Linked DNA regions of Zea mays: region 2 is linked to region 1. The links are chromatin contacts, called in public Hi-C maps. All regions are on one chromosome and are shown on one strand. The core of a region is the stretch at or near the end of the contact, and the rest is flanking DNA. Distances in the headings are between cores, read along the strand shown. Region 1 holds the start of LOC100283598. Region 2 holds the start of LOC100274512.

Evidence for each region. A called contact is a pair of places that touch in the nucleus more often than the background predicts.
Region 2: a Hi-C map of ear shows a contact between it and region 1, with 1.8 times the contacts expected there. The contact joins the promoter of LOC100274512 here to the promoter of LOC100283598 in region 1. A contact is called at or near these places in 3 of 25 Hi-C or Micro-C datasets (ear, leaf and tassel).

The regions. Positions count from the first base shown.
Region 1 is chr6:161,431,332-161,438,549 of Zm-B73-REFERENCE-NAM-5.0, forward strand. LOC100283598 reads right to left here and starts at 3,416. Exons shown (of 5, transcript NM_001371952.1): 1 at 3,225-3,416; 2 at 2,670-2,855; 3 at 2,281-2,574; 4 at 857-1,090; 5 at 1-29. The coding sequence starts at 3,269.
Region 2 is chr6:161,594,007-161,601,224 of Zm-B73-REFERENCE-NAM-5.0, forward strand. LOC100274512 reads left to right here and starts at 3,496. Exons shown (of 9, transcript NM_001148870.1): 1 at 3,496-3,778; 2 at 3,908-3,982; 3 at 4,493-4,594; 4 at 4,772-4,825; 5 at 4,978-5,070; 6 at 5,167-5,259. The coding sequence starts at 3,659.

The DNA.
Region 1 (7,218 bases), core at 2,166-4,665:
GATCTGTATCGGAAATTCTCGTACGTGGTCTGCAAAAAATCAGAGCGTCAGAACAGAAAACTGCAGAGTTGCTTCATTCATTATGAAACTAGTATCAAGGTTGGACACATAACCAAGCACTCTATGGATATAGATATAGACTTGTTGCCAAGGTGAGAATGATAGCAGTAAGCCCAGCAAGGTCGACATGCTGATGAATGGCACCACTGGGAGAAGATTTCTATTCTTAATTGCTATGAACTGGAAGGACAAGATCCAACCCGCCGAAGCAGAAGGGTTGCTGTCCAAGTGTTCATATGTGGAGGACGCAGTTGAGTCTGGGAAATGGTCGAATTTAGCTTCTCTTGGTGTTTCATGAAAGATATATGAGGGGCACGGAGTTTGTTTTATCCTTACTAGCTGGTTTTTCAATCTGTTTCCTGGGGTACTGACAGGAGGGTGTAATTCACCTGGATGCTGTAAACATTGTTTGTCTTGATTAAGGCAGGAGCTTGGCCCTATAACCCCCACCGCTACCACCACCACAAAAAGACTAGTAACCAAAATCCCAATTACATGGCGGAATATATGAAAAATGTGCCCTTTTGATTTTTAGAGCATACCTATAGAGTCTTTAAGTTGATAAACATCAAATGGTCAAACCAAAATAATGTCTTAATATTTTACATGGAACCAACTCAAAAATAATAGATACAGTTAAGCTAGTGGACATGAATTACCACAAGCATGTCCCGACACTTCTGGATAGTATTTGATTTTTCAAGTACATACTTTAAAAGAACTAGCATCATGAAGAAAATAAATTCTTGGTATAGAAAACAAATTAACTAATCAATCTCAAATTGAAGAAACTAACCTGGTTGGTGCTAATGAGGTACAAATGAAATCCAGTGAGTCCACCAACAAACCAGAGAGCAATGAAACAATATATCAGAAGCCCCAAAGAAGCGGGAGAGTGTTTGAAAGCCTTCCATACTGTTGGATAATCCTCATCCATGAGAAACTTGATGTACAAGGCTGACATTGCAAATACATAAATGCAGAGAAGAGTCGAGGAAGAAACAAACATGAAAAAGTACCGGTAATTGCGCTGCACATTGTAAAAGTGAGCCAGTAAAGATCAGGTTAAAAGAAGGCAATCAAGGAGAAACTGAAGAAAAAATTCCTACAGATTGTAAGAAATCATTCTTTCAACATGAAAGTTCTGAGGACCTCGCACTTAGAACTAAATATTTCAAGTAGCTGATCTTGTGTAATGGAGGGGATTTTAGTTGGATTACAGAATTCAACAGTTCTTTTGCCAGTGCATAACTTATAAAAACTATCATGGAAAACTAATACAACTGTAGTTCCTAGGATTTACTGCCAGTTATGCATATTTGAGAAACTGGTCAGGCTGGAATAAGGTCAGACTCCACCTAATAGAAACATAATCATGCACCTATGTTGAGAGTGCAAAAATAAGTACATAAACATGTTGCATGTCCACCTAGCAAACAACATTAAGTAAAGAAGCATGTCCCATGCCCACCAAAGGTTCACATTTATGTCAAGGAAATACAACAGTTATATGTCTGGTATACTAAGTAGGTGAACGTGTTAACTATGTCAAATGGTGGCAAGTGCATTACAATTACAATGCTACTACAATATGACTGTTTTTTCTTAACCTGTCTTATTTCTATGCTAAAGCTGAACTCAGAAGGAGACATTAGAGAGCACCACATCACACAGTTTCATCACTACTATTGGTATGCATATAACCTTAGTTAAGAAGGCCTGAAATTCTAGGTATGTGACACAATCCAACACCAAACAAAGCCCATATAAGAAAACTCATATAAGGCTATTCCAACCTCCCTCTGGCACTTATATACTATGCTTGCACAGCATTGAACCATTTGATTTGCATTCACTTACTTTTTTTGAGCCGTCAAGAGTACTTTTTAAAAAATAATGGAACAAGGTTCCAGCCTGTGTTCTAGAGTACTCGAAATATTTTAACTAAAAGCAGGCTGACTAGCATCACACCATATAAGAAAAGTGCAAAACGAAGCGAATGCATTTATAAGCAATAACCAGAGGAACAACAAATATTGTGTAACACTTCTCTTGTGTGTAGATATTCCAGGAATCTAGACATATTCATATGAAAAGTACATGCTTTTTTGACAGACATGTGAAATCAACATGTTCAGGGTCTATTTATGTTTGCTAGTTGATACAGCAACAAATCATAAAAAATACGCTAGATTACAGTAGAGAAATAGGACTATCTACCTGCCCAATGCATTGTCCAACCCAGGGGCAATGATGGTCAAAGCGCTCTACACAATTGTTGCATATCGAACAGTGTGAGCATCGAGGAGGCCGATAAATCATGCAGGTGTCACAATACTTCACTTTCACAGGCATCCCATTAACCAGTACTTCCTTTACACGGGGGAATTGTAGCCTCCCAGGCGTGCCCCCAGACAAAGCGTTGCCATAAGAAAACTCATCCTCCGGCGGGTGGGCTGCGCGGGGAACGATCCCAGGATCCTGCGCTGATGTAATCAAGAGCAGGACTAGCACCTACACAGAAGGAAAACAATGATCCGTGCTCAGCCAAGAGCATATCGCGAATGCTAACTGATCGATACCAGCAGGAATCAGCACACAGAACTCACATAAATCATAAACACTACAGCTACCGCAGGAATCGCATATCCAGCATTGTAAGCCGGGAAGTGGTGGCGAAGATGCCGAGCAACGAATCCGCAGAAGACCAATACCGGGGCCACAATGAGCGAAACAGACAGGATCAGTGACTTGGCGTCAGGTCCGAATATGAGCCTCCCACCAAAGAAGAATTTCTGCAGACAGCGAACGAACTACGTCAGAATGCAGTAGGGCCGCACATTGACAGTTCCACACACACACACACACACACACACACACAGGTTCACAGGACAGCAAACAAGATAACATGAGCCACGCATCCCACGCAATCTACTGTTCATGTTCGTGCCTGGAATCGCCGAGAACGATAAAGTATTAAACAGCACGCTGGCATAATAAGTACAGACCAGACGCGAACCAACTCTACCAAAACGACCCCGTACAGCAAGAAGCGGAAGCGGAATTCCCCACGAAAGAACCGAACAGTGCAACCCAGATTCCCGGTTCAAGAACTAATAAGATGAAGCGAGGGGGGCAGGGGAAAGAGAGGGCAGGATCTTTACATTGTTCCCTTTCCAAGCCTCATACACGCGCTGCGGGCGCGCCATGGGTGGGCGGGTGGTCCGGCTACGGCTCCGGTCAGCGCGGCCTCATCCGAGGCAGCGTCACCCAGCCCAGACCCGGCGGCGAGCAGGAAGGAGTCGACACGCGCACGAGGAAAGGGCGATTTTGAAAAAGGAAAAGCGGAGGAATCGTTGAGCCAGGGCAGAGGAAGCGGCGAGGCCGAGCACAGCAGGGAAAGGGAAGCAAACGCTGCTCGCGTCGCCTTTGTACGTGGTGGGACGGGGAGGTGAGGTGTAAAATGAAAAGCTTTTCTTTTTTAACGGAAAAAATGAGTAAGATATTACGAGATACAAGCTGGCAGCGGCGGCCGGACAAGAGGGGGACTCAGTTTCAGTGTTATTGCACATGACACCTTGTCTTTTAGGGAAATAAACAAATGCGCATGTATGTAAACAGTTACCCTTCTTTTAGCAAGGAAACGCTCATATCGTCAATCTTAGAAGATTATATTTTGACAATAATTAGCAAATATCTTCATACGTTACAACGGTAATTTGTTATGTCATACTCGTACTATTAATGAGCTAGCTATTTTCATAAAATTAAAATTTAAATAAGCTTAGCCCAAACATAACGGGTGCCTGAAGGATGCGGTGGCTAAAAGCCCGAGGTATCGGGGCGGGGGCTTAGGCTTAGGTCCTCATCAGGATTGAAGGGGCCTCTGCGACACCAGTTGTTCTATGTCTAGCCCCCTCTGTATTCTCTTTCTTTTTTCTGGATTGGGCGTGCTACGCGCTCTTCTACCAAGCCCTAGGCGCCGACAGAGCGAGGTTCGTTCCGTGCCTTTCTCGGATCCGGGCGGCTGCCCCAGCATGGCGTCGTTCCTCGATGGCATGAATGTGGTGCATCGGTCAACCCTAAGTTCCTAATGTTGTGATGTAGAAGATTCGACCTGCTGGCTGCTGCCAAACTGCGAGTTTGAGGAAGCCCCAAATTCCTTGGTGGGTCCTTTGTTCGCTTGGAGTTTTCGCCTCGAGGAGTTTGTCCAAAAGCGTTGTGGCGGCACGACGTTCTAGCTTGCTCGGGGAAATCGCGGTGAGCCAACCCCACTGTAGGTCAAGCGGCGGCAGCGGGCGCTAAACGCTATGGCGTGTGTTGGCCAAAAACTACGTCGCAGTCACACCGTTCGACGTCGTGGCAGCCCCACCTCCTGGTTATGGAACCTCGACCGCCCTTAGTGAAGCCTTGTCCCGAGGACAGTTCCTGGGATAACAGGTCGAATCGAAGCAGGGCGGAAGTTACGGTGTATATCGCAGCACTAGTGGGGCCTCCTCTAGGTTCTCCATAAGAAGAGGGGTCCCCTACCGAGGTGACCATGAGGCACTCCTAGGTCCAGTCGCGACCAATCCCACTTGACATGGGAACCAGTTCGCTTTCTGACTCTGGCGAGAGGAGGTCGCGAAATAGACCCTAGATGGGGCCTAGCATACCCGCGACCTCGGCGAAAGCGGGTTGTGGCACGCGCCGTTGCTGGTCGCCACCTCCTGAAGGACCGAGCCACAGGTAGCCAAACCCTTCGATGACGTCGAGTGATTTGCTCATCCAGGGAACCAGGGCTTTCGAGGCCCGACCCATTGTTTCCTTACTACCGACAATGAAATCAAGATTCCCAAAACTGATGGTTGTTCCGGGAGTCCTGACCATGTCAACGTCGTTGCCAGCCATTAGGAGCTTTGAAGAACATCGTCGTGGAACGTGCAAGTCCCCAACCTGGCAAGCCAACTGTCGGTGTTTCAAACCTCGCTTCGACAAGTAGATTTATTGTTCGTGTTCCGGGCTCCGGACGGTGTGCGCGGTGGGCGCAAGGTTTAGACTGGTTTGGGCAGAATGTCCCTACATCCAATCATCAACGGTTTGCGCTACCGATACCATTGATGATCGAAGCTCGTAATAGGGGTTACAAGCAGTGCGAGAGAGTGAGGAGAGGCTCCGAAGTCGCTTGTTCGTGGTTGAGGTGGTTAAAAGGTTGAGTCCTAGCTAAGTCTTAGCTTGGCGACGAGGCTCCAGCATCGGGGTCCTCCTCCTGTTCGTCGATCTTCTAGGCGTCGTCTCGTCTGGTGTTCGTCCTTGCGTCGTCCGTCCGAAAGGAAGTTCCCGTGTTCGGGGGGTGGCCTCCTCCTTTTATAGGCTAAGGAGGGGGGTCGACCCGTGGTGGCTTCTTTGGGAATGAGCTACCAGGCGATGGTAAAACTGGGCGTCTTACCATGGGTTAAAGCCACATGTGCCTGCGGTCGTTTGGTTGTCCTGTATTCTTTATTACAGACGACGTTGGTGTGAGACAAGACACCATCATTTGAGCTATACTGACCCCTAGCCTTCGTAGCCCTGGGCTTGGTGTGACTCGTCGTGTTGCACGCTGCAAGCGGTCTGTGCACCCAAGCCTCGTCCCGATAGGTGATGAGTGCTCTACTAATTGGGGATGCGCAGGTCATAAATGTGCCATAGTCCAAGGGATTGTAGTTCATGAGTGCTCTATGGTCCGAGGGGTTCGTAGGTCATGAGTGGGAGGTAGACCGGCGCCTCCGTTGTGGCTCGGCGCTATGCGCAGTTAGTGCAGTCGATTATTTATGACAGGTCGGTCTCGAGCAAAGCGCGGGATCCACTCGACTGGTTTTCCATCGTCATGATCGACCCCTCTGTCTGGTTCTGCCACGCCTGACCATGGCTCGGTGCCACGGGATTCGTCCGGGGGCGAGTTCTTCCAAGGTAGACGTTATCTGTCTACTCCGACGGACCAATGTGCCCTAGTTGTTAGAGACCCTTTCCACAGTGTGCTCGCTGACTGATGTGCCCCAAGGTCCGGGGATCGTATCCCCGACATGCCCGCGCTAGAGCGCGCGTGAAAGTCGCCTAGAGGGGGGGTGAATAGGGCGAAACTGAAATTTACAAAGTTAATCACAACTACAAGCCGAGTTAGCGTTAGAAATATAATCGAGTCCGCGAGAGAGGGTGCAAAACAAATCGCAAGCGAATAAAGAGTGTGACACGCGGATTTGTTTTACCGAGGTTCGGTTCTCGCAAACCTACTCCCCGTTGAGGAGGCCACAAAGGCCGGGTCTTTTTCAACCCCTTCCCTCTCTCAAACGGTCCCTCAGACCGAGTGAGCTTTCTCTTCTCAAATCAACCGGGAACAAAACTTCCCCGCAAGGACCACCACACAATTGGTGTCTCTTGCCTCGGTTACAAGTGAGTATTGATCTCAAGAAAGAATGAGAAAGAAAGCAATCCAAGCGCAAGAGCTCAAAAGAACACAACAAATCTCTCTCACTTAACACTAAAGCTTTTGTGGAATTAGGAGAGGATTTGATCACTTGGGTGTGTCTTGTATTGAATGCCTAGCTCTTGTAAGTAGTTGGAAGGTGGAAAACTTGGATATTTTGAATGTGGGGTGGTTGGGGGTATTTATAACCCCAACCACCAAACTAGCCGTTTGGTGGAGGCTGTCTGTCGCATGGTGCACCAGACAGTCCGGTACGCCAGCCACGTCACCAGGTCGTTGGGTTCCGACCGTTGGAGCTCTGACTGCTGGGCCCGCCTGGATGTCCGGTGGCACACCAGACATGTATTGTAGAGTGTCTGGTGCGCCACTTCGTGCGTGCCTGACTTCTACGCGCTCTGGCACGCATTAATTGCTTCTGCAGGTGACCGTTGGCGCGAAGTAGCCGTTGCTCCGCTGGCTCACCGGACAGTCCGGTGTACGCCGGACATGTCCGGTGAATTATAGCGAAGCGGATTCCCGAAGCTGGCGAGTTCAGAGTCGCTTCATTCCTGGAGCACCGGACAGTCCGGTGAATTATAGCAGAGCGCCTCTGAGTTTTCCCGAAGGTGAAGAGTTTGGCTTGGAGTCCCCTGGTGCACCGGACACTGTCCGGTGGTGCACCGGACACTATCTGGTGCGCCAGACCAGGGCATACTTTGGTTATCCCTTGCTCT
Region 2 (7,218 bases), core at 2,246-4,745, 160 kb after region 1:
TGTAGCTCTTCCCCTTGGCGAAGTCGAAAGCGACCGAGCTCCCCCTCGATCGTTTCCCGCTTGGTGATCTTTGTTAGTTCATCACCCTCGTGCGCGGTCTTGAGGAGGTCCCAAATTTCCTTTGCATTCTTCAACCCTTGCACCTTGTTGTATTCCTCTCTATTTAGAGAGGCCAAGAGTATGGTTGTGGCTTGGGAGTTGAAGTGCTCGATTTGGGCCACTTCGTCCTCATCATAATCCTCATCCCCTACGGATGGTACCTGTGCTCCAAACTCAACAACATTCCATATACTTTTGTGGAGTGAGGTTAGATGAAATTTCATTAAATCACTCCACCTAGCATAATCTTCACCGTCAAAGGTTGGCGGTTTGCCTAATGGAACGGAAAGTAATGGAGTATGTCTAGATGTACGAGGATAGTGTAAGGGGATCTTACTAAACTTCTTACGCTCTTGGCGTTTAGAAGTTACGGAGGGCGCATCGGAGCCGGAGGTCGATGTTGATGAAGTGTCGGTCTCGTAGTAGACCACTTTCCTCATCCTCTTGTGCTTGTCCCCACTCCGATGTGGCTTGTGAGAGGAAGATCTCTCCTTCTTCTCTTTGTGGTGAGAAGAAGATTTCTTCTCCTTCCCTTTGTTGGAGGAGCTCTTCTTCTTCTCCTTCCTCTTGGTGCGGGACTCTTCCGATGAAGTGCTTCCGTGGCTTGTAGTGGGCTTTTCGCCGGTCTCCATCTCCTTCTTGGCGTGATCTCCCGACATCACTTCGAGCGGTTAGGCTCTAATGAAGCACCGGCCTCTGATACCAATTGATAGTCGCCTAGAGGGGGGGGGTGAATAGGGCGAAACTGAAATTTACAAATATAAACACAACTACAAGCCGGGTTAGCGTTAGAAATATAAACGAGTCCGCGAGAGAGGGCGCAAAACAAATCGCAAGCAAATGAAGAGTGTGACACGTGGATTTGTTTTACCGAGGTTCGGTTCTTGCAAACCTACTCCCCGTTGAGGAGGCCACAAAGGCCGGGTCTTTTTCAACCCTTCCCTCTCTCAAACGGTCCCTCGGACCGAGTGAGCTTTCTCTTCTCAAATCAACCGGGAGCAAAACCTCCCCGCAAGGACCACCACACAATTGGTGTCTCTTGCATCGGTTACAAGTGAGTATTGAACACAAGAAAGAATGAAAGAGAGAAAGCAATCCAAGCGCAAGAGCTCAAATGAACACGGCAAATCACTCTCACTAGTCACTAAGGCTTTGTGTGGAATTGGAGAGGATTTGATCACTTTGGGTGTGTCTAGAATTGAATGCCTAGCTCTTGTAAGTGGTTGAGAAGTGGAAAACTTGGATGCTATGAATGGTGGGGTGGTTGGGGTATTTATAGCCCCAACCACCAAAAGTGGCCGTTGGGAGGCTGTCTGTTCGATGGCGCACCGGACAGTCCGGTGCACACCGGACATGTCCGGTGCCCCCGCCACGTCATCACTGCCGTTGGATTCTGACCGTTGGAGCTTCTGACTTGTGGGCCCACCTGGATGTCCGGTGCACACCGGACATGCACTGTACCTTGTCCGGTGCGCCAGTATGGGCGCGCCTGACTTCTGCGCGCGCTGCGCGCGCATTAATTGCGTCGCAGGTAGCCGTTGGCGCCGAATAGCCGTTGCACCGGACAGTCCGGTGTACACCGGACATGTCCGGTGAATTATAGCGGACTAGCCGTTGGAGATTCCCGAAGCCGACGAGTTCCTGAGGCCGCTCTTCCTTGGCGCACCGGACACTGTCCGGTGTACACCGGACAGTCCGGTGAATTATAGCGGAGTCGCCTCTGGAAATTCCCGAAGGTGGCGAGTTTGCGTTGGAGTCCTCTGGTGCACCGGACATGTCCGGTGGCACACCGGACAGTCCGGTGCGCCAGACCAGAGGTGCCTTCGGTTGACCCCTTTGCTCTTTTGTTGAATCCAACTCTTGGTCTTTTTATTGGCTAAGTGTGAACCTTTAACACCTGTATAACTTATACACTGGAGCAAACTAGTTAGTCCAATTATTTGTGTTGGGCAATTCAACCACCAAAATTAATTAGGGACTAGGTGTAAGCCTAATTCCCTTTCAGGGGCTATAAATACCCCAACCACCACCATTCAAGGCATCCAAGTTTCCAGCATATTGCATTCAATACAAGAGCTCTAGACTTCACTTCAAAACACAAACAATAGATCAAATCCTCTCCAAAGTCCAAAACCACTCCAAACACTTAGTGACTTGTGAGAGAGAGATTTTTGTGTTCATTTGAGTTCTTGTCGCTTGGATCGCTTTTCTTCTTTCTCTCATTCTTACTCTCAAAGCCTTGTAAGCGAAGCAAGAGACACCAATTGTGTGGTGGTCCTTGCGGGGTCTAAGTGACCCGAGAAATCAAGGAAGGAAGCTCACTCGGTCTAGGTGACCGTTTGAGAGAGGGAAATGGCTGAAAGAGACCCGGTTTTTGTGACCACCTCAACGGGGATTAGGTTTGCAAGAACCGAATCTCGATAAAACAAATCACCGTGTCACTCTCTTCATTTGCTTGTGATTTGTTTTCACCCTCTTTTTCGGACTCGAATTTATTTCTAACGCTAACCCCGACTTGTAGTTGTGTTTAAAGTTATAAATTTCAGTTTCCGCCTATCCACCCCCTCTAGGCGACTTTCAGTTTGCAATTTAACATTCCACCACTTTACAAAGTTCAGATATAATCCTATCTCAAATTCACGGGGTGGAGGATGAGAAATGGTTTTATGCATTAGTAGACTTTGTTTCTACTCTGTAACTTACATGACATTCTTCGTTTTTACTCCTCTATATTTACTTCTCTATAGTAAAAATGTAGCAAATAAATATCTCCGACATCTTATTAATAACAGTATACAAATATATTTTGCATAAAAATAAATTAGTTTAATTGATATATGGCTAAATTATTATTATTAGAATGAAATTTAATCCCAATGATCCAAACGAGCGTTAGACAGATCATATTCGAATAAGTATTTATATCTCCTACTTAAGGGCTACTTTGGGTTCTAAGGCGCGTTTGGATTGCTGCCGCAAACACCACACCGCGCGCCGCAGTTGTGGCGGTCGAATCGGCCGCCGTATCTTAGGCGGGGTGTGGCGCTCGACGTCAGCCTCCAAACAGGCCCTTAGTTAAGGTAGGTAGGTATACGCGCGTGCATTGTCTTAGATCCGCTCGGTTGTCGTCCTACACCCGGCTCCTTTTTATCCTGAATGAAACGACGCTAGAGCATTAAAAAGAGCCCTACTTCCTCCTTCCTCGCTGATTCGATAAACAAAGCGCACAGAATCCGTTACTACGATAAAAATAAAAATACAAGCAGCGCTTCCTTCATGGACACGCCACAAGGCACTGACTGTAGGGCCCACCTAGCACCCACCGTCCCCCGTGCATCTCCTATATATAAACCTCCAGCAGGGCGCCACACCAGAAAGCGACACGACCGCGCCCGAGGAGACCACACCACACCGCCTCCTCCGCCCGCCGATTCGTCGAGCTCGCCCTCCCGCTCGCCTAGCTCCCCTGCCTTTTCCCTTCCTCCCCACCTCCTGCCCCGCGAACGTGCTCCCGCATGCCACCGCGCTGACGCGCGCGGCGGACGACGGGGTCGGGATCATGGACAAGTACGAGGCTGTTCGGGACATCGGGTCGGGCAACTTCGGGGTAGCGCGGTTGATGCGCAACCGCGAGACCCGAGAACTCGTCGCCGTCAAGCTCATCGAACGAGGCCACCGGGTCCGAACCTTGGCTTCTCTGCTCTTTCGACTCGAAGGGTTTGGGTCGGGTTGGTTTGTCGAGGGTTTGGATCGGTGGTTCTGATTTTAATTGTTGTGCTGATCGGGTGCGCTTTTTTCGCCCCCGCAGATCGACGAGAATGTGTACCGCGAGATCGTCAACCACCGGTCGCTGCGGCACCCTAACATCATCCAGTTCATAGAGGTGCGTGTGCGTGTGCCAATAAGGAGCGCGGATATTTCTCGATCGTTTATTACTCCCTTTTGTCCTGGTATTAGGTATATCTGTAGGCTTCGGGGTAAAAAAGAGACTTTGATCTATGCGGTGTGCGTGCTTTTGTGCGGTTGAAGGAGGCGCCGATGACGCGGAAATTCTGACGCAGGGTTCATCTTCTTCTTAATTTGTTGTGTTTATGAGCATTTGTTTTTGAGAATCGAGATTGCATTGAAGCAATCAAGCTGGCTGCCCAAAATTTTGCCTTTTAGGATTTGTGGATCAGTATTAAGGTGCCAGATAGTTGGGTTTAAATTATTTGGGAAATAAGTTGCTTAGATTCGAAGTGTGTGCCAAGTTTATCTCTCTCCCTTTTAGTTTCTCTAGACTCTAGTACTATACATATAACATTATTTTCTATTACTTTATATAAATATATACTTGCTAAATAAACGACCACCAACTCAAAAGCTTATTCCATTATGGGAAAAAATTCTGCAGGTGATCCTAACTCCAACTCATCTTGCAATTGTGATGGAGTATGCGGCTGGTGGTGAACTATTTGATCGAATCGTAGATCGTGGGCGATTTAGCGAGGATGAGGTATTATATTATTTTTGGATGTTGTTTGAGTACTATTCTAGCCTTAGGGTTAGTTTGACAACTACATTTTCTCAAGGGATTTTCATTTTCCCAAGGGAAATTAGTGGCAAACTAGCCCTTAATGTGTTATTAATCCCCCATAACAAATTTTAATATATTCTCTTCTGCTCATTGTAGACCAGGTATTTCTTCCAGCAGTTGATCTGTGGAGTGAGCTATTGCCATCACATGGTATGAAGAAACTATAAATTAGCGTCTAGTAGTTACAGTTCACATAGTACTAGATATGCTTTCTTGTGGGAAGTGTAGGTGTGTTTTTTTTAATTACTTACCAGTGGGGCCTGAACATATGCTTAAATGCTGGAATCTTGTCTACTTTTCAGCAAATATGTCATAGAGATTTGAAGCTGGAGAATGTTCTCTTGGATGGCAGCCCAGCTCCACGGCTTAAGATATGTGATTTTGGCTACTCCAAGGTTGTCACTAATTTCTCGTTGTATTGGTAGCTTTAAATTCTTTGACATGTCTGTGAGCTTGCTTGAGAATAACATTTAATTGCTAATTCGTAACAGTCATCAGTACTACATTCAAGGCCAAAGTCAGCAGTGGGGACACCAGCATATATTGCACCAGAGGTGCTTTCTCGGCGGGAGTATGATGGGAAGGTGAATGGCAAGAATCTCATGTTTATGTATACTTGCATGTTGACGTTCTGTTAAGCATATATTCAGTAATATTCTTCATCTTATCATTATTACACATCATATTTAGTTACATTCTTATTGCTGGCATTCACATTAGTGCTAGACTAGATGTTGTCTGCAAGTGCTGCATGGTCAAGTTTAGTGATTATTTAGGGTTATTCATTTCAAAAAATGTTATCAAGATGTAGAGGTACCACCTTATTACCAAAATCTCTTCTAAGTACTTATAATTAAGTTATCTATCAATAGTGCGCAACAACTCTGATTCTTTTCAAGATTGTGGCACCGCACATTCTTTTGTGGACAGTTATATCTGATGGTCCACAGTTGTCTGTGTTGGTTCCGGAGAATTCACGCCCAATATTGATGCCATTAAGGAAAGAGGCTTGAGATAAGAAAAATACATATATTGAGCTTCCCAATTTCGATAACATACTTGGTCAGGTGTTTATATTCTCTGAAGACTAGTTTATTCATTAGTTATTTGTTTCATCGACAAACATATTTGTGTATTTGATTTGATTTCACCATCTCATAGTAGATATCAGTGAGAAACTTCAGCATGAAGACACACTTCCTAGATTAAAATTGAGTTTTATGGTTAGTTGTAGTAACCTTTTAAACCATAATTCCTGGACTTATCTTGATCAATACTTGTGACTTTTCGAAGACACTGGATTGGTTATTGGAATATGTAGCAACAGTGAATAGAGGATAAGTAGTCACTTTCAGACTTGGTGTTGGAATCTTGCCTCTTCATCCCTTGTGTTTCTGTTGGTAAGGTGTACCCTAACAGATGTTGACACTGATAAAGTAGAGTGGACTCATTGGCCCATTGCACATGCAGACCATCCATCCAGTGGACCATCATCCACTTTCCAATATATTGGTCCAAGTTTTGGTGTAGTTAATGGAGTCATGGCCTTTAATATGTTTCTCTGTGTCGATACTCTTTCAGTAAATTGGCTAGATTTTTTTAGGCGACTAAACTGTGTGGTCACTGGTCAGCACATAGGTTCTCCTTTTTTATTCAAGGTCACTTTAGAACTGTATTTTATTTGATTCAACACATCATGTACCTCTACAGTCTGGACTGCTAATTTAATTGTGCACTTCAGATATTATTTCTGTATGGACACATCCATACTAATTTACCAACAAAAAAATTGGTGGCATATGTTCAGTGCTTTCATTGACACGTAATTTCAACTAGCAAAAGAATATTATTGTCAAATACAAATTTACTGTAACTCTGTTATGGTATAGCTAGTGGAAATCAACAGTTAGCTTCTCTTGATTGAATCATGATACAAAAATCACTAACCAAAATATAAAAAAATGTACGACACTCTAGAATTTGTCATTTTTATCTTTATTTCAGCAAGTTCCACTCATGTAGTTGTTTATATGTAGTTAAATTAGGTGATTCTTAAGAAGATTCCTATAGATAAAACGAAACCCTTTGTTTCCATCAAGAATTGTTGAAATCAAGTGTTAGAAGTGCGAACTGGCAATGGTAAATCTGTTAAATTATAGGGTCAATTAATTCATCCATCAAAACATATCATGACTTATTGTTGCAGAATTTGTTTATTCTTGGTGAAATGGTGATATCTCTGTGCATGTTTAGATATACTCTTACTTTTTTGCTTTAGTTTCCTTGAATTTTGTTCGTGAAACTGATACAGTCGATAAAGCTTTTATTTGTTATTATGCATTGTGATGACTGATGACACTAGATGTGGCAGAAATTATCTCAGTGAACTTATCCAGTTGATGTCAATCATACTTGATCTTCATCAGAAAGCTGACTATTAGGCCTTGTTTGGATTTAGTCAGGTTCGCATCAATCCACATGTGTCGGGATGGATTGGAGCAGAACTTAACTAAATTCCACCCCAATCCACATCAACACATGTG